Linked DNA regions of Mus musculus: regions 2, 3, 4, 5, 6 and 7 are each linked to region 1. Evidence: chromatin contacts called from public Hi-C, HiChIP or PLAC-seq and promoter capture Hi-C data. All regions are on one chromosome and are shown on one strand. Each heading gives the region's core, a stretch centred on a gene start, on an enhancer-like site or on the middle of the called end of the contact. The rest is flanking DNA. Distances are from core to core; before and after follow the strand shown. Region 1 holds the start of Prmt2 (protein arginine N-methyltransferase 2). Region 2 holds the start of Pttg1ip (pituitary tumor-transforming 1 interacting protein). Region 3 holds the start of Ube2g2 (ubiquitin-conjugating enzyme E2G 2). Region 4 holds the start of Adarb1 (adenosine deaminase, RNA-specific, B1). Region 5 holds the start of Specc1l (sperm antigen with calponin homology and coiled-coil domains 1-like). Region 6 holds the start of Sumo3 (small ubiquitin-like modifier 3). Region 7 holds the start of 2810425M01Rik (RIKEN cDNA 2810425M01 gene).

The links. Promoter capture Hi-C pulls out the DNA fragments that hold promoters and counts their contacts. Hi-C and Micro-C count contacts between places; a contact is called where the count stands out from the background. HiChIP or PLAC-seq counts read pairs in DNA pulled down with a chosen protein or histone mark. Capture Hi-C pulls out chosen DNA fragments and counts their contacts.
Region 2: a contact with region 1 is called in a promoter capture Hi-C map of pre-B cells, with 4 times the contacts expected there. The contact joins the promoter of Pttg1ip here to the promoter of Prmt2 in region 1. A contact is called at or near these places in 3 of 39 promoter capture datasets (the C10 cell line, liver and pre-B cells).
Region 3: a promoter capture Hi-C map of adipose tissue shows a contact between it and region 1, with 2.8 times the contacts expected there. The contact joins the promoter of Ube2g2 here to the promoter of Prmt2 in region 1. A contact is called at or near these places in 1 of 39 promoter capture datasets (the 3T3-L1 cell line), 1 of 115 datasets of contacts at active chromatin or transcription factors (embryonic stem cells) and 1 of 9 other capture datasets (adipose tissue).
Region 4: a contact with region 1 is called in a promoter capture Hi-C map of liver, with 4 times the contacts expected there. The contact joins the promoter of Adarb1 here to the promoter of Prmt2 in region 1. A contact is called at or near these places in 2 of 39 promoter capture datasets (liver and pre-B cells).
Region 5: a Hi-C map of CD8 T cells shows a contact between it and region 1, with 3 times the contacts expected there. The contact joins the promoter of Specc1l here to the promoter of Prmt2 in region 1. A contact is called at or near these places in 3 of 39 promoter capture datasets (cranial neural crest, hippocampal neurons and pre-B cells) and 1 of 484 Hi-C or Micro-C datasets (CD8 T cells).
Region 6: a contact with region 1 is called in a promoter capture Hi-C map of hematopoietic stem and progenitor cells, with 2.4 times the contacts expected there. The contact joins the promoter of Sumo3 here to the promoter of Prmt2 in region 1. A contact is called at or near these places in 1 of 39 promoter capture datasets (hematopoietic stem and progenitor cells) and 1 of 115 datasets of contacts at active chromatin or transcription factors (astrocytes).
Region 7: an H3K27ac HiChIP or PLAC-seq map of thymic regulatory T cells shows a contact between it and region 1, with 5 times the contacts expected there. The contact joins the promoter of 2810425M01Rik here to the promoter of Prmt2 in region 1. A contact is called at or near these places in 1 of 484 Hi-C or Micro-C datasets (CD4 T cells) and 1 of 115 datasets of contacts at active chromatin or transcription factors (thymic regulatory T cells).

Annotation. Positions count from the first base shown.
Region 1 is chr10:76,236,444-76,239,143 of GRCm38.p6, forward strand. Prmt2 (protein arginine N-methyltransferase 2) reads right to left here and starts at 1,422. Exons shown (of 11, transcript NM_133182.3): 1 at 1,307-1,422; 2 at 269-378. The coding sequence starts at 322.
Region 2 is chr10:77,580,216-77,582,915 of GRCm38.p6, forward strand. It overlaps Pttg1ip (pituitary tumor-transforming 1 interacting protein), which reads left to right and starts at 1,440. Exons shown (of 6, transcript NM_145925.3): 1 at 1,440-1,712. The coding sequence starts at 1,607.
Region 3 is chr10:77,620,899-77,623,598 of GRCm38.p6, forward strand. Ube2g2 (ubiquitin-conjugating enzyme E2G 2) reads left to right here and starts at 1,423. Exons shown (of 6, transcript NM_019803.3): 1 at 1,423-1,518. The coding sequence starts at 1,476.
Region 4 is chr10:77,416,985-77,419,709 of GRCm38.p6, forward strand. It overlaps Adarb1 (adenosine deaminase, RNA-specific, B1), which reads right to left and starts at 1,289. Exons shown (of 11, transcript NM_001024837.2): 1 at 1,111-1,289. Gm17769 (predicted gene, 17769) reads left to right here and starts at 1,392. Exons shown (of 1, transcript NR_027377.1): 1 at 1,392-2,725.
Region 5 is chr10:75,210,610-75,213,342 of GRCm38.p6, forward strand. It overlaps Specc1l (sperm antigen with calponin homology and coiled-coil domains 1-like), which reads left to right and starts at 1,464. Exons shown (of 16, transcript NM_153406.3): 1 at 1,464-1,610.
Region 6 is chr10:77,604,755-77,607,454 of GRCm38.p6, forward strand. Sumo3 (small ubiquitin-like modifier 3) reads left to right here and starts at 1,343. Exons shown (of 4, transcript NM_019929.4): 1 at 1,343-1,587. The coding sequence starts at 1,567.
Region 7 is chr10:77,514,516-77,517,215 of GRCm38.p6, forward strand. It overlaps 2810425M01Rik (RIKEN cDNA 2810425M01 gene), which reads left to right and starts at 1,383. Exons shown (of 1, transcript NR_163865.1): 1 at 1,383-2,426. Fam207a (family with sequence similarity 207, member A) reads right to left here and starts at 1,298. Exons shown (of 6, transcript NM_133998.3): 1 at 1,088-1,298. The coding sequence starts at 1,225.

The sequences.
Region 1 (2,700 bases), core at 172-2,671:
TTCTCGAGTACCAAGCATTTTCCTGGTCCTATGCTACGGCCATCTAAGAACAAGTACAAGAATCTGAAGCATGCTGAAGTGTCCCCTGAAGTGTTCATGACAATACACAGCATGGGACCTAATGACCAGACCCATCCCCCTGCCTCAACGTTCTCTAAATTCAAGCATCCTCCTGTGAGCCAGGACCTTGAGAGACAAGGAGAGTGACATCACCCCTGTAAGCTGGTACTGTTCCTCTGTATGATCATTACACGTGGCTCTTACGTACCAGAACCGGGATGACCTGTGACTCGCTGCAGGGACCTTCTCCTGGTGCCTCCATAGTTCAATATGATCATGTCTCATAACTGGGGCTTTACTTCAGTTTCTCTCCCATGCCTACTTGAAAGAAGAGAGAGAAGCACAAAGTGTTACACTGCCTGGTCAGTAATCTCATTTCACGGCTACAGTTTACTGTATGTGTTAAGAATGGAACAGGATTGGCGTTTTATCATCACAATTCATTAGAGGGCTTTTTAAATTAAAAAATCCAAATGCTGTGTGCTTCCTTTAATATGCTAGATTTATTCCTCTGAAGTCTCCTTTTTTAAGAGATATTTATGAAGCCTCTTTTTACTTAGAATAAATCAGTATCATTTTTTTTAGGAACACTTAATAGCTTAAACTCAAATTAAAACACCTTGCCCAGTACTTGACCTAACCCACAGGCAGAACTGAAATCCCCATGCCCGACACCCTCCTGTTCTTTAATTCTATTTTTTTACCCCCAGGGGCAATGTAACCCTAACTGGCTCTGAGATTACATCGATTCTTTGTTTAAACGCCTGTTGTGCGTCCAGATCTGGACTTCATACTTACTTCGTAATAATTAGAATCACAAATTATTTACAATTATATTTTCAGTGAAAAGCCTGGGAGGGTGCCCGGAGGAAGAAAGACAATGAATTGGAGGGTTCTCCAGGCCAAGCAGATGAGGCCATAGAGGCCAAGAATATAGAGGCATGGGGGATGTGGCTCGGGATACAGAAGGCAGGTGGGCGTGGTCCTGGAAGGGCGTGGCTCTAAGAGCCAGCGGAGGTGCGCAGGGGGAATTGAGAGGTGCAGCGAAAGGAGAGCGAAGAGGGCGGACGGTGCTGAGAAAAGGGGAGGGGGTAGCTGGAATAGAACCTTCGAGAGGGCACTCTAAAGCCTCCAGAGGGGGCGGAGGCCTCAGTGCGCTGGAGACATGCACAGGGAAGACCTTTTGCCTAGCTTGCCCTGCCTCACTTGCGATCCAGATGTCTAAGCTGTCCATTAAGAAACCTACCTCAGCCGCGTTTCTCCGCTGAATTCTAGGCTATACCAGAAAGGAACAGACGATGCCCACCCGAAGCCTGAGCCGCCGCCCTGGACCTGCGCAAGCGCGGAGCACTCCAGCTGGCCGAAGAGCACGCCCCGCCCAGGCCTGGGTGTCCTGCGCAAGCGCAGTGTGTATAAACTCGGTGCTGGTAGCTGTAGATAGTCTTGAGACAGGGGTTTTCTCTAAGAGCTTGTCACTCAGCGCAAGCGCATTTTCTGTCCCTGCTTCCGGCCGGTCGCATTGGGCCTTAAGGCTGCAAGACGCAGGTGAGAAAGTGTAAGGATCGACTTACCGGGAGATCTGTGGGAAGACTGGACTCCGGGTTGGAGGCCACAGGTGGTGTAGACCGCGCCCCCAGCGGATTCGAACCGAGGCAACAATTGGCAGGCTGAAGCAGGAGTGCGTACTAGCGCTGTCCTGAGTGTACCTGGGACTGCCGGTGTGTTTGATGCCCTTCTCCGAATGCTTAATAACCTAGTTTTGATCTGAATCAGCTTCTGCAGAATGGGACCCCCCTACAGTATCTTGGACTAAGTTTTGATCGTGGAACCAACATAGCTACTGAGACACGAAACACACCAGAGACCCCAAGTCCTGAAGATCCTGTGCTGAAGGGGTTGGGGGCGGAGGAGCAATGACACTGACATCAGGTGACCCTAAGCAAGGTTTCTTAAGCTTTCTCCACTAGCAATCCCATCCTACTCAGAAAGTTTTTCAGCGACTCTAGGTATCTAAAATAGGCATACGAATCAAACATTTACTGATAAGTGAATCAGAAAAGAATTTATTGTAAAACTCGGCATACACACAATTTTACCACTGACTAGAGACAAAAGCAGATTTGCATACTAATTAGGTGGATGCGTTTGTCCAATATAATCTAGACACTCTAATACATGCTGAGGAATGATAGGGAAATATTAAAATTCTTTGTTTTCTATAATTAAACCATCATGCTTCGGTTCGTGCAGTAGAAACACCACAGCTCATAACATAATCAATCATTCCAAACCTGCTGTGAGGCATCTCAGGGCTTGCAAGGCTTGTGCAAACCACACCTGTTGTGCCTTCAGTCCATCGGTTCAGTGGAGTCGCACAATGAACTGCAGCCAAGGGATGGGTCTGTCTGTGTGAGGACCTGGTCCTTTTTTTAAATCTGCCCAGTTTTCCATTTCCACCAGATGAAGAGGGCTGAAGCTCTGAGCCAGGATGCCACAGGTTGAAAAGAGTTTCCCACAATCTTCCAAGGCAGAAAAAACTGTCCTCAGAGCCCCCAGTGTGGCAGGCCTGAGACCTATTCTTGAAAGCCTGCTGGTGCCACGAAGCTCAGGCTCCAGGCACTAGGATCCACCCTTGCTAAC
Region 2 (2,700 bases), core at 190-2,689, 1.3 Mb after region 1:
CCCGCACTGCACTAACCAGGGCCCTGCTAAACTTCCCTTGCTCTGGACCAGCTCAGTGATACAAAGACCCTGAGTCCTCCCAAGCTCAGGAATTGAAATCCCACCAATCCTCATCCTGGAAATCTCCACGGGAAGCCCCACCCCCAAGAAATCCTATATAAGCTCTGCCTTTGGCTTCGTTCTCTGCTGCTTTTCACCCTAGCAGAATTAGCTGCCCTCCTGTTTTTGTTGTTGTTGTTGCTGTTGTTTGTTTGCTTTTTTTCCCTCTCCATAAATCTCTTGTGTGCCTCATGTGTCGTGTGACTTTGTGGTATTCCTTGGCTCCCAATTGCCAGGAAGCCTCTCTAGCAGAGCTGTAACATTTTCCCCGGAACAGAACTTGGCTGGGGAAAACCTGCCTGGCCGAAGTAAAGCTGTAACGCTTTCACTGGGGAAAGCCTCCCTCTGGCAAAGCAGAATTGTTACACTTTGGCTGGAGAAGTCTTCCTCTGCAGAGCAGACCTGTGACACTTTCCATGGGAACCCCCTCCTGCAGCAGAACTGTTATACTTCCTTTGGGAAAACCTTCTGCCGCAGCACCAGGAGTGGAGCTGGAACGCTTCAAGCCTTTCCCTTCAGAGTTGCAACACTTACAGTCATAACTAGCTTGTATCAAATGGACATAAAGCTGGTGGGCTCAAGCTTGTATCCTATTTTGCTTACTCCTACTGGAGTCTGGGTCTTTAATGAGTCGAGAAACTTGGGATCCAGAGTCCCGCATTGATCTTTTTGGTGTCTGGCTATCTAGGTCTCTGGTTCATGCACAATCAAGCAGGGAAGGTACCCTCTTACTCAAAGCTCCTGTGTCTTCAAGTTTGCGTCCCCAGTCACTATCAATAAGGATTTGTTTTGTTTTCTTTGAGTCAGGGTCTCATTGGTTAAGGAAGACCTTGAACTTCTGATCCTTCCAATGCTCCACCCCCAAGTGCTGAGATGATAGGTGTGTGTTATCACGACTCATTTGTGAGGTTCTGAGGATGGAACTCGGAGGCTTTGTGCATGCATTGGTTGCCAGGCAAGCAATTCTACCATCTAAGCTACACCCTCCACATTCCCTCAGTGATTTAAACGCCTTTCAGTAACAAGTTCGAGACAGCTTGGATGCTGTTTTAACGTAAATCCACAAAACCTGCCCTCTGGACACGCATACGGCTCTGGCAGAGAATTAACAGGACTGGCAGAGGTTTCCAAGGGTTGGCGGCTACAGAGCAGTTGTGTTAGGCAGAGCAGCTGAGCCTCAGAACCCGCCTCAGAGTCCAGCAGCTCCATTCCAGAGCAAGTGGCAAAGCTTCGCTGTCCACTGCCCAGCCTAGTAGTCTACTACGCACGCGCGCTGCTCTGACGCTCCGGTTATTGCTCCCTCCCCGCAGTTCCAGCAGCGCGCAGGCGTGCTAAGCCTCAGCTGCGCCCGTAGGCGGGCGGAGGTCAGGGGGCGGAGCCAGCGGCTGCGCACTCGCAAGCTCCGCCCGTCTGGCTAGCTTACGGAGGCGGAGCGCTTACTGTGGAAACATCCTAGCTCGGCGTTGGAGTTGAGTCGCCTGAGGTCCCCGCCGACGACGCACTCACCATGGCGCCTGCTAACCTTGGGCTGACGCCGCACTGGGTGATGCTCCTCGGTGCCGTGCTGCTGTTGCTTCTGTCCGGAGCCTCCGCGCAGGAACCTCCGAGAGTGGGTAAGGCCCGTGGGCCTAGGGGCCGAGGAGTAGGAGGAGGGCGGCCGGGTCGGATCCAGGGCGGAGTCCAGCCCGCGGGCTTGGCTGCCTCTGCGCTCACGCCCTCCCTTGAAGCTGGGTAAGGCAGCCAGCCTCTGCTGGAAGTTAACGTCGTGCCCTGAGGCACGAAAGACTCGGCTAGTCGGAACCGACGCCTCGGCACCTGCTTAGCATCTCGGGGACCATCTGCATTCCAGCACTGTTTTTGTTTGAGGGGAATCAGGGAGCTGACAAGTTGTGTCCAAGACTGAGGCTTGGTCAACTTTGACCTTTGTACGCTCGCTAGAGTTGATGAGGCGCTGCAAGAGAGTATTTTTGTTAGCTCAGGCTCTCTCAAGGTGTCTTTACACTCTAGCCTGTCACGGTGTGTTTTCTCTTTGTGACCTTTTGCCAGTTGTCGCGTCTCTCTGTTTAAGTTTCTTATCTGCTCCCAGGTATGCCTAGGACCGGTCTGGGACTGCCTCACTCCTGCTACCTTGGTGAGGGTGACTAAAGGAGCTGACCCTGGCCGCCCCGGGGAACTTGGGGCTAGATTCTCCAGTAAGGACTTTATGCCAGGCAGAGTGTTGGGGAGCCTGTGGAGACCCAGGACCCTTCCCAGTGTCTCAAGGGTGTCTGCTGCGATACTGGGGGGAGGGGGGGGGGCACGAACCTTCACCTGTTACCAACCACCACGTGTTAGGTGTAAGGATTCTACTCCTTGACATTCTATAGGGAGATAGCTGATGTTTAAAACGGCTAGTCTTTACAAGGAATTTGCATAAATTTACATTACCGTATCCTGTATCCCAAAACTCGCCTTTTTTTGTTGTTTGAGACTGGGTTCAGGCTGGTTTTGAACTTTTTTGTTTGTTTTTTCGAGACAGTGTGTCTCTGTGTAGCCCTGGCTGTCCTGGAACTCACTCTGTAGACCAGGCTGGCCTTGAACTCAGAGATCCGCCTGCCTCTG
Region 3 (2,700 bases), core at 173-2,672, 1.4 Mb after region 1:
CCAGCAAACATGTGGGCACGACTCACATTCAAACTGTCGCAGGGAATCGGGGCTGCCACATCATTTGGATGTGTTAGACTAACTTATGCTTCTACAGGCAACAGCAGGAGGAGCAGTGTGTCCTCGAGGCCTCCTTTTGACTTGTGGGTGGGGCATGCTTGGGAGGGTTATGCGTGTGGGATTTTTTTTTTTTTTAACCTTACATGTAATTGGAGTAGCATCCTAATATTTTTTTTCTTTCTCAAGATAGGGTTTCTCTGTGTAGCCCTGGCTGTCCTGGAACTCACTCAGTTGACCAGGCTGGTCTCGAACTCAGAAATCGGCCTGCCTCTGCCTCCCAAGTGCTGGGATTAAAGGTGTGCACCACCACTGCCTGGCTCTAATATATTTTTTTAAAAGATTTATTTATTGTATGTAAGTACACTGTAGCTGTCTTCAGACACCAGAAGAGGGAATTAGATCTCGTGACAAATGGTTGTGAGCCACCATGTGGTTGTTGGGATTTGAACTCAGGACCTCCAGAAGAGCAGTCAGTGCTCTTAACCGCTGAGCCATCTCTTCAGCCCCCTTAATATTCTTTTTTAAAACGACAAATGTGATGAATCTAATGCCTCAAATCTTTTGAGTTCAGCTTCTTATACTCAGGGTCCCAGCAGGAACTTTCTCTTTGTCCCTACACCTAGTCCTGAAAGCCCCTTTTTTCGGAGAGCCACGTCCCGAGCTGTATCCCTCATGTCCACTTAGCGAAGGCAGTGGTGCACCTAAGAAAATACCAAGCATCTATCTGGCAGTTCCGTATGATGAGGAAGTACAGCTTACTTGGCAGAGTCTGAGTTTTTTTGGCCAGAGAGGATGGGATATGGCCCGGGAACTTTATCCTTCCTTTGTGAAACCAAGGTACTCTTTCTCTTGCTAGAAGTGTCATCTCAAATCACCTGGGCCTCAAAAACCAGGTGTAGTGGCACTTGGGAGACAGAGGTAGGCAGGTGGCATCTCTGTGAATTCGAGGCCGGCCTGGGCTAAATAATGAGTTCTAGGACATTCATGCCTACAAGGGGAAAGTTTCACGATCTGGACAGCCACTTCTGAGGGGCGAGCCCAAGCGCAAGGACATGAGTCTCATTCAGGAACAATCCATGATGAGCCATTAGCTCTCGCACTATTTTTCAAGACTAAAGGGCCGCAGGGCGAGCTGCGCAAAGCCTCACGGCGGCGTAGGAAACCTTCAATGCTGAGGGTGTGGCCGGCCGAGAAGATTCTGGAAGCCGAGCTCCGTCGACCCGGGCCATTACCCGGGGAGCGCGAGGCGAACCCCAGCGAGCCTGTCTGAAGCACCCGGGTGCGCCACGTCACCCGCGCGCGCCCCGGATGCATTTGCGCCCGGAGCCCGCGACCCGGAAGCAGTCGTGGGCGTCGGAGCGGGCGGGCGGGACCGGCGCGGATGTGGCGAGGCTGCTGAACGCAGGTTCCGCGGTATGGCGGGGACGGCGTTGAAGAGGCTGATGGCCGAGTATAAGCGTGAGTCAGGCGGCGCCGCCTTCCTGTCCTCTTCCCCATAGTCGCCCGCGGCGTGGCCCGGCATGGCTCGGCTCGGTGCGGTGCGGTGCGGGGGTACTGGGCCGGGCTGCGAGATTCCGCGTGCGGATAAAAGGCCAGGCTGTCGCCGTCACCTGCGCACCCCAGCCAGCGGCAGCGGGGCTGGCCCTGGGCTCAGAAGCCGGCCGGGGCAGCGCCGCCGTGGCCCTGCCACCCGGGTCTGGTCCCTAAGCCCCTGTGTGCTGCGCATCTGCCCTCCCGACAGTTGATGCTGCGGGGCGAGTACCGGGTAATCCCCGTAAGGTGGTCGAGCCGTCGAGGGGAGTTGGGGGAGAAAGTTAAAAATAAACAAGATAACGCCTCAAACCCCCGGCCACGCCGCAGGTGCGAGTTGCTGGGGAAAACCAAAGTTTCTCGGACACGGGCTCCGGACAGTTTCCTTGGATCCGGATCTGTTTTTCTCTCTGTTTTACTTTTTCAGCTCTGTGTCTAGATTGAGACACATCCCCTTTATCTAAAAAAGAGGGAACAGCATTTAAGCTCCGGGACAGGGGTTTAAGTTTTGACCACTTCTACCCAAGGGTATTCACATTAGAGAAAAACTTATCCGCCACAAAAAGCCTCTACTCGTACGTCAGACAAAACGTATTGTCACTTAATTTGAAGTTAAGGTTGTGAATCATCTCCGTGTGAGAGAGAGAAGGAATTTGGTTAAAGAGGGAACTCTAAAATAGGAAGGCTGGCGAGGGGCTCAGGGGGTTCACAGAGGAGAAGGACTCCACCTGCTGTGGCTTCTTGGAAGAGGAAAAAAAAGGGCAGGGAGCTAAGGGTGGCCCCAGGCTGACAGCTAGTCTGGGACCAGTGTTACAGCCATACGGAACTGAGTTGTGCCAGCGACTTGAATGGACTTGGGTTGCAGCCCTGAAACAACCAGCTGTCTCGGCTGGGCCCAAGCCCACATGGAAACCATGAGGTCATCAATGGATATTGTTTAAGCCTGTGGCAGCAGTGATGGAAATGCATCCAGCAGTACAAAGCACGAGGAGCGAGGGAGGGAGGGAGGTTTTTTCCGTGTCCTTGTGAATTCAATAAAAGTCCCACTGAGTGTTTTTCTTCCTTTATGGTATAAAAGGTTTGTCCTCTGTTTAAGACCATGTACTCTAG
Region 4 (2,725 bases), core at 39-2,538, 1.2 Mb after region 1:
TACTCGGAACTTCGTCTCCCAGGCGCTCGGCGCCCATGTGGGCTCTGAGCCCTCGGAAGGGGCATGGACCACCAAAAAAGCAGCCTGCCTCACCTAGGTTACGGTGTCCACCCCGTGGGAGCGCAGTGTCTCCTTTGCAGGACACAAGATGCTCTCACTGGGCGTAGCTTTCCCTCTGTGGGATATAGGGTTAGGGTCTCCCTCCTCGGAGTTCAGAGTATACTCTGCAGGGCACAGGGTTCCCTCCCTGTGCCCTTCCTCTGGGCGCCGTCTCGCCTCTGCGGAGCACATGGTCCCTTCTGCAGGGCACAAAGTCCCCATCCCCTGGTGCAGCTTCCTCTCCTCAGAGCACAGGGTTCCCACCCCCCAGCCTGAGCTTAGCCTCCCTTCTGCTAGGCACTGGTCCCTTCTGCAGAATACAGAGCTCAACCTTTCCTCTACCAAGCACATGGTCCCTTCTGCAGGGCACAGGGTCCCCATCCCCGGACACAGATTCAGAGTGACACAGGGTGTCTCTTCTCAGGGCGCAGCTTTCCTTTTGCAGGGCACAGGTCCCCTCTCTAGGATACAGGGTCCCCATCCCCGGACGCAGCTTTCCTTCTGCAGGGCACAAGGTCCCCCTCCCGGTGTGCAGTGTCCCCTGTGCTGGGTAAAGGTCCCTTCCCGGGGTACAGGGTCCCCTCCCCGGAGCACAGGTCCCCTCCGCCCGGTACACCATTCCCCTCCCCGGGCGCAGTCTCCTCTCTGATGGGCACAGGTCCCCTCCCTGGAGTACAGGGTCCTCTCCGCGGGCACAACCTCCTGTCCGAGAGGCGCACGGTCGGCTCGCCGCGGCGCAGCGCATCCCACGCGGACGCGGCGCCTCCAGGAGCGGACGAGCCGTCCTGGGCGCAGCCTCCTCCTGCAGCGCAGCGCATCCAAGAGGACCGCGGCCCGCCCTCCGCGCGCCGCCCGGGATGCGCCAGGGACCCCGCAGCTCGCCGCGGGCCCGGGCCCCGCACCATAGGGTCTGGGGTCGGTGGTCAGGTCCGCGGCCGCCGGCGCTGCGCGGCCTCAGCCACCTGCCCCGCGCTTACATAAACGCGGCCGCCCGCGTCCCCGCCGCCTTACCTCCGCTCACGCTGCGCCCGCGGGCTGCCGGCGTCTGGCTCTGGGCGCTGCGGCGGCCTCGGCTAGCCCCGCGGCCCCAGCTAGGAGCCCCTCGCCGCCGCCTCAGCCTCAGCCACCTCAGCCTCAGCCGCTGCCTCAGCCTCTGCCTCTAGCCTCGGCGCCGGCGGCTCCGCCCCCTCGGCTCGCCCCGCCCCAGCCGCCGCAGCCGCGCGCGCGTGCTCGCTTGCAGGGGTGGAGCCAGCGCTCCACGCTGACGTGCGCGCCTCCTGCCCGGAGCCGACGTCCGGACTCGCTCGCGGCGGCGGGAACTGCGAGGGTTAGCGGTTAGAACCAAAACAGGTCGTGCGTCGCTAGGGAGACTCGAAGCGGAAGGGAGCCTCCGACACGCACCGAGAAGATCGACGGGGGCGGGGTTCTCGAACTCGCGGGCAGGAGCCTCGGATGGGACCTAAGGGGACAGGTGGGACCAAGGATCCTAGAGATCCTGTGGGATCTGGGAATGGGGCAGGGAAAATCAGAGCGAAGCCACTGAAGTGCGACTGTGACCGCCGCTTGAAGACCTACTACACCCCGTACGTGGTACCCTGGCATCCCGCAAGAATCGTCCCTGGGCCTTCGTCCAGTTTTGAGAGCTGGCCCTGGCCACTGACACCCACCTCCGTAGACCTTGAAAATAAGTAGGGAGAGGAGCAGGGACATGATTTTGTGAAGCAGGGTGTCTACTGGTGGTCACTAGAAATGATGGCCGGTTTTTAACCTAGACCCCAGGGTCAAGTTCAGGCTCTGCCACCTCTTAGGCATACCAGATGTGTCTTGTGCTTGCATTGTCTGTTTCCACGTTTGTTTAAAAAGAAAAAGGTCTAGTAAAAGACAAGTGCAGGTAGGTAAAGTACTGTGTCGAGCATCCAAGATGTGGTCAACAACTTGTGTGGTTCCTCGCCAGATTGTCTTAACCTGGGGTGCTATGCCCAGAACGGGGCCTGGAGAGGTCCAGAATCGGAAGCATGAACTGACCACAGGAGTAGTGTTGTAGCCGGTCCACATCTGCTTCCATCACAAAAACATGTCCTTTGGACCAGCTAGCCACTCAATGAATTCTTCAGCCTGCCTAAAAGGTGGGCACCAGGCAGTGCCTACGGGTGCACTTGTTGGCAAGTAAGTAGAGATCATCACTCTTGGAACACCTACCAGGATGTCAAGCTTCACATACAAGTATGTGCACAAGGACAAATGTGTCTGTTTCTAGGTATCACACTACCCCAGAACTTAGTAACTTAAAGTCATGGTTTGTAAGTCTGATGAATAGCAGCTTTTATGCAGTGTTCAGCTGGTTTGGTTCATCTCTGCTTCATAGATGACCTCACTCCCTTATGTCATGTGTTACCTACTGTTAGTAAGCTAGCTCTCGTTGCTTCTCATAATGGCTGTGGTTTGGCCACAAGAGAGCAAGTTCCAGCCTTTTCATCCCCTGTGCACATCACCTGTGTTCCTGTGACTCATTGACTGAATTGAAGATGCTGATCTGACACAAGTACATATGAGAGACAGAGATCTGGACAAAGGAAGTATGCTCATCTGAGATGGTCGCTTTGATAGATCTTTGGTTCATTGTGGA
Region 5 (2,733 bases), core at 214-2,713, 1.0 Mb before region 1:
TAGTAAAATAGTGCATATCGTAATTTAAATATTTGCTTCTGTTCATAAATGATGTCAAGGGATATTGATATTGAGGAGTGGAAACTATGTGAGGAATTGTAGGGTACTGAATATGTTGAAATGGTGATTTTTGAATTTTGAGGCATGTAAATTTTCTTAGAAATGCATTCAGAGATATTTATTTATTTATTTAGGGGGGGGCTGGAGAGATGGTTAGGAGCACTGGCTTCTTCCAGAGCTCCTGAGTTCAGCTCCCAGCAACCTGTGTACACATGGTGGTTCACAACCATGTATAATGAGATCTGACATCCTCTTCTGGTGTGTCTGAAGACAACAACGGTGTACTCATATACATAAATATCCATATACAAAATCTTTAAATTTATTTATTTATTTATTTATTTATCTATTTGCTAATTTATTTGAGACAGGGTCTCACCATGTGGCAATGGCTGGCCTGGAATTGGCTATATAGACCACGTTGGCCTGGTACTCACAGAGATGATCCATCTTTGCCTCCTGAGTGCTGATATTAAAAGCATGTTCCACTATGCCCAGTGAATCAGAGATTAAATTCTTAAAAAGAAAACATCAAAGAATAATGTTCCGGCTAGGTCTTGTCAGTTTGATCTAAGTTACCATTATCTGGGAAGAGGAACTTCAGTTGAGAAAATGTCTTTGTTAGATTGCCTATATACAAATCTATAGGGCATTTTCTTGGTTAATGATTGATGTGGGAGAGGCCAGGCTCACCAGGATGTGGTGTGACCCCCTAGGGGATCCTGGATGATATAAGAAAGCAGGCTGAGCAAGGCATGAGGAGCAAACCAACAATCTGTGTTTCTCCAAAGCTTCTCTGCTTCAGTTCCTGCCTTCAGGTTCCTTTGAGTTCCTGCCCTGACTTCTCTCAGTGATGGTGTGTGACCTGGGAGTTGTAAGCCAAATAAACCCTTTCCTCCCCAGGTTGCTTTTGGTCATGGTGCTTTTATTATAGTAATAGAGCCATTTACAAATTTAAAAAGTAAAATAAAAACTACACAGGAATTACATAAGCTTATAGAACTCTTTAACTTTATAATGCTAGTGATCTTGTTCCCTTTAATGGGTGGAGTAGGGACCGGTGTTGCTCATGTGCTGGGAACATAATGGGTGCCTGGCATGTGCATTTTTCTCAACTGTCGGGTTCAGCACACTGTAAACATACATTTCAACCAGAGCGGACCTATTTGCCTTGGAGGAAAAACGAGAGACTAGGAGCACTTCCAGCACAAAAGACTGCAGTTATCTAGTTGCACCGCCGACTAGCACAGCGCGTGCGCGGTCCAGAACTCAGCGCGAAGAGGAGGTGTGACAGCTGGCGCCTGCGCAGTAGCAGCCCAGGGAGGCGCCGATCACGGCACATGCGCGGGGAGTAGAAGGGGGCGGCACCGGTGGATAAGGGGCGGGCGGAGGGCGGGAGCCGCAAGGGAGACAGGGCGGGCCGAGGGAGCGGCGCCGTGGGGTTGGCTGTTGCCCTGAGGCCGGACTCAACGGACCGGGCCGCGCCACCGGGCGAGCTCGCCGCCCGGCCCCAGCCCGGAGCCAGCGAGTGAGCGAGGCGGTGCCGCGCGGTAAGAGCCGGGGCAGGGTCTTCTCCGCTTGTGCCGCGGGCACGTTCGTCTCCTCAGCGCCGCCCGCGCGGCCAGGCCCGGGCGGCCCCGCAGACCCTGGCGGCCCCGCGCCTGCGCTGTCCCCCCTCGTCACCCCCCCCATCCCCAGCCATCCCGCGCCTGCGCCGTCTCCTGCCCGGGCGGACCTCACAGCTTGCCCCGCAGATCCCCCGGGAACCCAGGCTGGCGTGGTACCCAGCTGGCTGGGGGTCTCATCCCTGCGGAGAGGCTGGGTGCGACCCTGGTGCTTGTGTTCCCTGTGGTGTCGGGAGAGACCGGGCATTCATCCTAGTTCCTTGCCCTGGGCTGGGACAGGTTGCCTCCCCATCTGGTGCATTGAGGGTGGGGAGCAGGAGCGGAGGTCCCCCGAAGGCTGCGCCCTGCAGTGTTAGGACCTGGCTGTTGGAAGCTGGCAGTGTTCTTTATTCTTGAGACTTGGCTAATTATGTCAGATTGGATGTGGATGTTTCTGTGTGTTGTTGAAGAAATGCTGCATTTTCATTAGAGGCGTGTGTGTGTGTGTGTGCATTTTCATTAGAGGCTTGTGTGTGTGTGTGTGTGTGTGTGTGTGTGTGTGTGTGTGTGAGAGAGAGAGAGAGAGAGATAGAGAGAGAGAGAGATAGATAGATGGTGGCGATACCCCAGAGAACACTAGAAAAGAAATCGGTTTCTGGTGGGCTTAGCCGCCTAAAACCAAACAAAAATTTCTGTGATCATTCAAATGCAGGCATCCTTGATTTTTTGTTTTGTTTTGTTTTGGGTTTTTTTGTTGTTTGTTTTTTGTTTTGTTTTTGTTTTTGTTTTCACTCTCTTGAAGATCAGTCCTAAAGTGCGGCGGGGTGAGGGGGCACCCTTTGACTGTCATGACAGAGAATCGTAAAGTTTGGCCTACACCTGTAATCCCGAGGCCAAGGCTGGATGAGCTCCAACTGGGCTGCAGAGTAAGGCCTTGTCTCAAACTACAAACAAAAACAAAACAAAAAACAAATCGCGGAGCCCAGGAAGGCTTCTTGTCATTCAGGAAGCTAAATCTTGAGGTGAAATCAGCTGTGGACTACAGGCAACAACAGTTCTATCTAAAGGT
Region 6 (2,700 bases), core at 93-2,592, 1.4 Mb after region 1:
GTCAGCCTGGTTTCTGGAGTCCTGTCTCCCAGTTACACAGTCTGAGCTGGACATTCCAGAGATATGTTCAGCTAAGGATGACCATGATCTGTATTTGAGGAAAATCCATACCTTGGTCTGGTCTGGGTGTGGGATGAGTTCCAAATGCGTCCTTGTGGAAGACCTTGACAAACTTCTCGAAGAAAGGTCATGTGTACAGGGGAAAGGCTAAAAAAGGTTGGCTTCACAGACACTTGGCTTAGTAGCTTTGCAGTATTACCAGGAAGTGGGGATACTTGTCTGCTGGCCCTTCCTTGGAACAGAAACATACTTCTGTCAAACAGAGCGCCACTTCTCTGGAGGCTGCTGTGTGGTCCTGGAACACGGCCAATCAACACCTTCCTGAGACGACTGTGGGTGACTGTGTCAGCCCTGACTGGCCTGATTTGCAGGTGTTAGCAGACAGACACAGAGGGCCTGTGGGCTGCATTCTAAAAACTCACGCCAAGATACAAGGAAAGGACACTCTTGACCCCTTAGCCAGGGCTCCCGATGGATCTTCCAGCTCAAGCTTCCCTTGTTTTGCTTATCTAGTTGACTCCTTGGGCATGTTATTAAACTTCTAGGCATCTTGGTGTGCTGTGTAAAATGGGTTATTAGTGTCCACAATAGCATTCCAGAAACAGCAAATGGTAGGTCAGAAGGGAAGCTTTCTGTGCCTGTCACTCTCACCCACCCAAGCCACCTAGTGGTTACTTTGGGACTACGTAAGGAGGGAGAAAGGCAGCTAGATAGTGAGAATGAAGGGGAAGAGCTTGTCCTTCTGGAGAGCCATCTTGGGAATGGCCCTTGTGGAGGCTGGTCCACCCCATCCAGGAAATCAAATGAAAAAAGATGAAATGGGAGCATGTGCTGGCTTTCTGGGCCAACAGAAGCCATCCTCTGTGTCCTCAAAGGATGCCTTTTCTAGACATGAGCCCTCCTGTGACATTCAAATTAAAGGCCAGAGGCCTGTTCCAGGAGTGTGTGGTCCATAAACCATGCCTGGTAACCTCCTTATTCGTCTTCCGGACCACCTGAAAGGGTTAGCCTGAGTTTCTTTGCCCTCTCTTACCCAAATGCAGCCTGCATATAAGAAAAAGTCCCCAAATGTGGGTGGTGAAGAGGCTACTGGTTGGGCCAAAACGTTCCTCTGGGTCCTGACCTAGCACACAGCGCCCCCACTCCTCCCGTGCCTCCCTGCGTGGACGCGCAGTCTTGCACCCACATCCGGGGTCTCTGGGCCTAGGACCTTGAGTCGCGCGTCCCCGGGGCTCTGCGCGCACCCGGGCGCCTGACCCGCCCCGTGACGCATTCGCAACCGTCCTGAATCGCGGCTGGCCAGCGCGCACCCGCGGCGCGGGGCGCGCGCCTCGTGCACGCGCCCGACCACGTGACTCCGCGCGACCAACCAGCGCGCCGGGATTTAGGGATAAAGCGCGGCCCCGCGACAGTTGCGGCGGGAGAGCGGCGGGGCAGAGAGCGTGACTCGCCCGCTCCAGTGCCACCGGTTCCCGCTGCGCTTGCCGCCGCCGTCGCTGCGCAACCATGTCGGAAGAGAAGCCCAAGGTAAGCCCGGTACGCAAGCCGCAGCAGATTCCGCGGAACGCAGGCCGGGCCGCGCGCAAAAAGGGCCCGCGGGGCCGCGCCCGAGCCTCAGCGCCCCTCCCCCACCGACCCGCGCCCCTCCCCCACCAGCATTGCACTCCGCCCCGGGCAGCGCGCTAGCCCCACCCCCGGCTGTGCCTCCCGCCACACCAAGGCTCCGCCTCCGGGGTAGCCCCGCCCCGGGTGTAGCCCCGCCCACGGCTCGAGAACCCGGAACTTGGGTGCTGGTTCTTGGTTCGCAAGGGCCTCACTCCCTGACGCGGCCATCCTTTCGCGTGCCGTGCGCACAGTTGCACGCGTGGTGCTGCGCGTGAGGCTCAGCGGGCGCTCGTGAGAGCTGCACCGGAGTAAGAGCAAGGCTGGCCGCTCCGGGCTTCCAATGTTCGCCCGGCCGCATGCCCTTCCACTCCATCGCCGTGGTCTCGGCAGTTGGTGCGTGGGAAGGCCAGGGTTGCCCATTTCAAATTGAACAGTTTTCCCACACTCACCTGCCCTGCTGGGGGCAGTTTTATCCAACGGGAGATAAACGTTGGAGCCTGGCATTCTGTGCTCTTGACTGGCCTGGAGATGACCACTGTGTTGGCTCAGGTGAGAGACCCCAGGAGCAGGGCAAGCATCTGGACTAATGCCATGGTACCATGCTCAGCAGCCGAGCCCAGAAATATCTTGCCTGCGAGGTCCTTACCTTTAATTTCAGCTCAGCCTTGGGTCCTGCCTGCACCATCCCGGATATTGAATGAGCACCTGTTCGCCCTGTGCCAAGAGTAGACAACTTACTTTATTATATTTTGTAGCTGGTAACTACAACAAGAGTTGTAACCTTTTGGTGCGGTTAGGCAGGAAGTGAATGCCTGGTGTGTACTGGAGTGGCCATGCCTTCTGCCTCGGGTTAGTGGAGACAGAGGGTTATATGTTATATTTTGGTGACGCAGCCCAGGGGCTGTTGTCCACTAGGCAGATGCTCTACCAGTGAGTTACTTACTCTCTCCACACCCCCACAGCGGCCCCCCCCCCTTTTTTTTTAGACAAGGTTCCTTTGTGGTCCAAGCTGTCCTGGAGTTTAAGACCAGGCTG
Region 7 (2,700 bases), core at 133-2,632, 1.3 Mb after region 1:
CAGGGAGGCCCCGGAAGAGTATCTACGTCCTTGTTCCCAGATCAGGCCTGTTCCTTCCTGCCCCCATCAGACTTGGGACAATCAGAGAGTCTTGGGGAGTAGAGCCACACTAGCACAGGGCCTGAGCACAGCCTCCCTGCAAACACATGCAGATCCAAGAGTAGCTGTGAGATAAGGCATGACTGCTGCTTACAACTGTATGCATGGGCCCTCCCAGGAGTGAGCAGAGGGAATCCTCTAAGTACTGGTCCTTGGGCATCTCTGAGGAACAAAAATAGGAACACCAACCACATAACCTTCCAGTGAGGCAAAGACGCGGCTGACCAAAGGGGCATAAAAACAATCTCTGTCAACACAAGGCTTAAATTTGAGCCAAGTTACCAAATTAAAAGAAAAATGGGAAAAATAAGAATCAATGGCTGCACGAATCAATGACTGCACAGCACCTCCCGTGGGTGTGGGTGTGGGAGAAAACAGAAGCTCTCAGTTTGGCTACAACAACAAATAAAAGCTGGGCACAGTGGGCTACAGCCTGGGCACGAGAGTGACAAGCTGGGGGGGGGGGCTAGGGTGAAACCTTGTCTCAAAAGAATAAAGAAAGAATGAGATGAGGTAAAATAAAAATAAATAAGATCCCAAAGGCCAAAGCAACAAGCAAGCGCCAGGGACACAAGTGCATGCCATGCCTTTAACCCCAGCATGTGGGAGGCAGGGGCAGGTCAATCTCTTATGAGTTCGAGGCCAGCCTGGTCTACAGCGTGAGTTCCAGAATAGTCAGGGCTACATAGAGAGACCCTGTCTCAAACACACACCAGAGACTGAGACACAGAGATAGACAGAGGCAGACAGACAGCGCCCTGCGACATTTCCAGAGCGTAGTGGGATATTTTCCCCCAGAGATGGAAGCGCTTCTGGAGCCTCACACCCCAACCGAGAAGGCATGACGGCTAAAGGTGGGCCGGGTCAGGACCCTAACCAGAGTGGCAGGAACACACACAGAAGAGGCGACACCCAACCATCCAGGGCTCCTGATCTTTGGAGATCCGGCTCGGCAGAGACCTGGCCCGACCGGCGCCCCACACCTCACCTTCGCCCCCGCTCCGCCCGCCGGGGATTGTGGGAGCGCCGGCTCCACGGCGCGGGGCACAGGGCCCGGTGCAGAATCCCCGTCGGGTCTCACGGCCGCCCGGTGCACACGAGCCCGCAGCGCCCTCACTTTCCCCATCTTCCCTGGAGGTTTCCGCCTGTTAGCAACGCCGCCTCACTAGTGGAAGAGCCTCCCGGAAGTGCTCCCAGACAGCCGGAAATAGAGCCGCGGCTGCGTAGATCGGCGTTCGGCCGGTCCCCGGAAGTGCCTCCCGTAGCGCGTGCGCAGTTGCGGTGCTTACGTCGCGCGCTCCCGCTAGCGCGTTAGACGTGTGGCGATGTGGCTGCAGCCAAGAGCCAGGGAAGTAAAACTATTGAAGCCTCGGGTGCACGTTACGCCATGTTTCTATCGCGCGCGTCTGGGGTAGAATAGGGAGAAAGGTTCACGTCGGTTTTACTCATGCGGGTCTCTATGTGTGCAGCTTGGCGTTTCGTCCTTAAAACAGGTCCTGGAGTTGGGGACTTTGCAATTCCACTTAAATGGGTACCAGATGGACCGAACGGCCTCCGTCTTCCTGCACAGTCGGCTCCGTGTCCAACAGCCCCTGTGCACCCAGTGCAGTATTGCTTAAGGAAAGCAAGGACGAAGGGTAATTCCAGCTCTTCACCCAAATGACACCTGTAAAATACAATACAAAACCAAAGTGGGCTATAGTTGGAGCCACAAAAGAAAGTTGGGCCCAGGCACAGCCAGGGTAGAGGCCTTCTGCCTTCTTCCCTTCTAGGGTAGAGAGCATCCTGGATGCCGGGACGTCTCTGCTAGGGATCCACAGTGAGATGGGATTTGTGGGGAGAAGGTGAGCCCAAAGCGGAGTCCGGTGCCCCACAGTGGCTGAAGTAGCAGAGCATGCCAGGGAGCAGAGCCAATAAGCATCTTTCCGATGCGGTTTCTCATCAGGGGATGCCTCCAGGTTCCTGCTCCTTCCCTGACGATGAGATCCAACCTGTAAGATGTAAAGAACACCTTCCTCCCCACGCTGCCTTTGATAAGTGTTTTTATCACAGCAACAGAAAGCAATCTAGAACAGTGAGTGAGTGGCTGCAGGCCAAGCAGTGCACTAGATGTGAAGCTGAGACAAACTAGATTGAATCAGGCGACTTGAAGAGACGTTTGAGCCAGAACAGCTGAATTGAATCAGCCAGTAAGAGTTCAGAAAGAGCTAGAAAAGGAGATCGTAGTCAGCAGTAAGCCTCCGAGACAACAAGGACATCAAGCGAATAAAAGTTACTTTCGCAAGCTTGTTTTGAGATGACCTGGGAATAAAGTCCATTGAACTCTTCACAACCTGGTTCATCTCCCCAGAAGATCTGGCAGCCAGAGCCACCCTGAAAGCTAGCCTGGCTTTTACCTAGGACAGATCCCCACCCCACCCCCCCACCCCCTAAATGTTTTCTCCTTCTCAACCCTCAGCAGTGTTCCTGTGCTCTGGGCTGTCCGATGGACCCCAGGTTCCCCCATGGAGGATGAGTTGCTTAAGGCCAGTTCCAGGGCACCCCAAGGAACTCACAAGTCGACGACAACAAAGTTAATTTTTTAGAATCCTCAACTCTTCT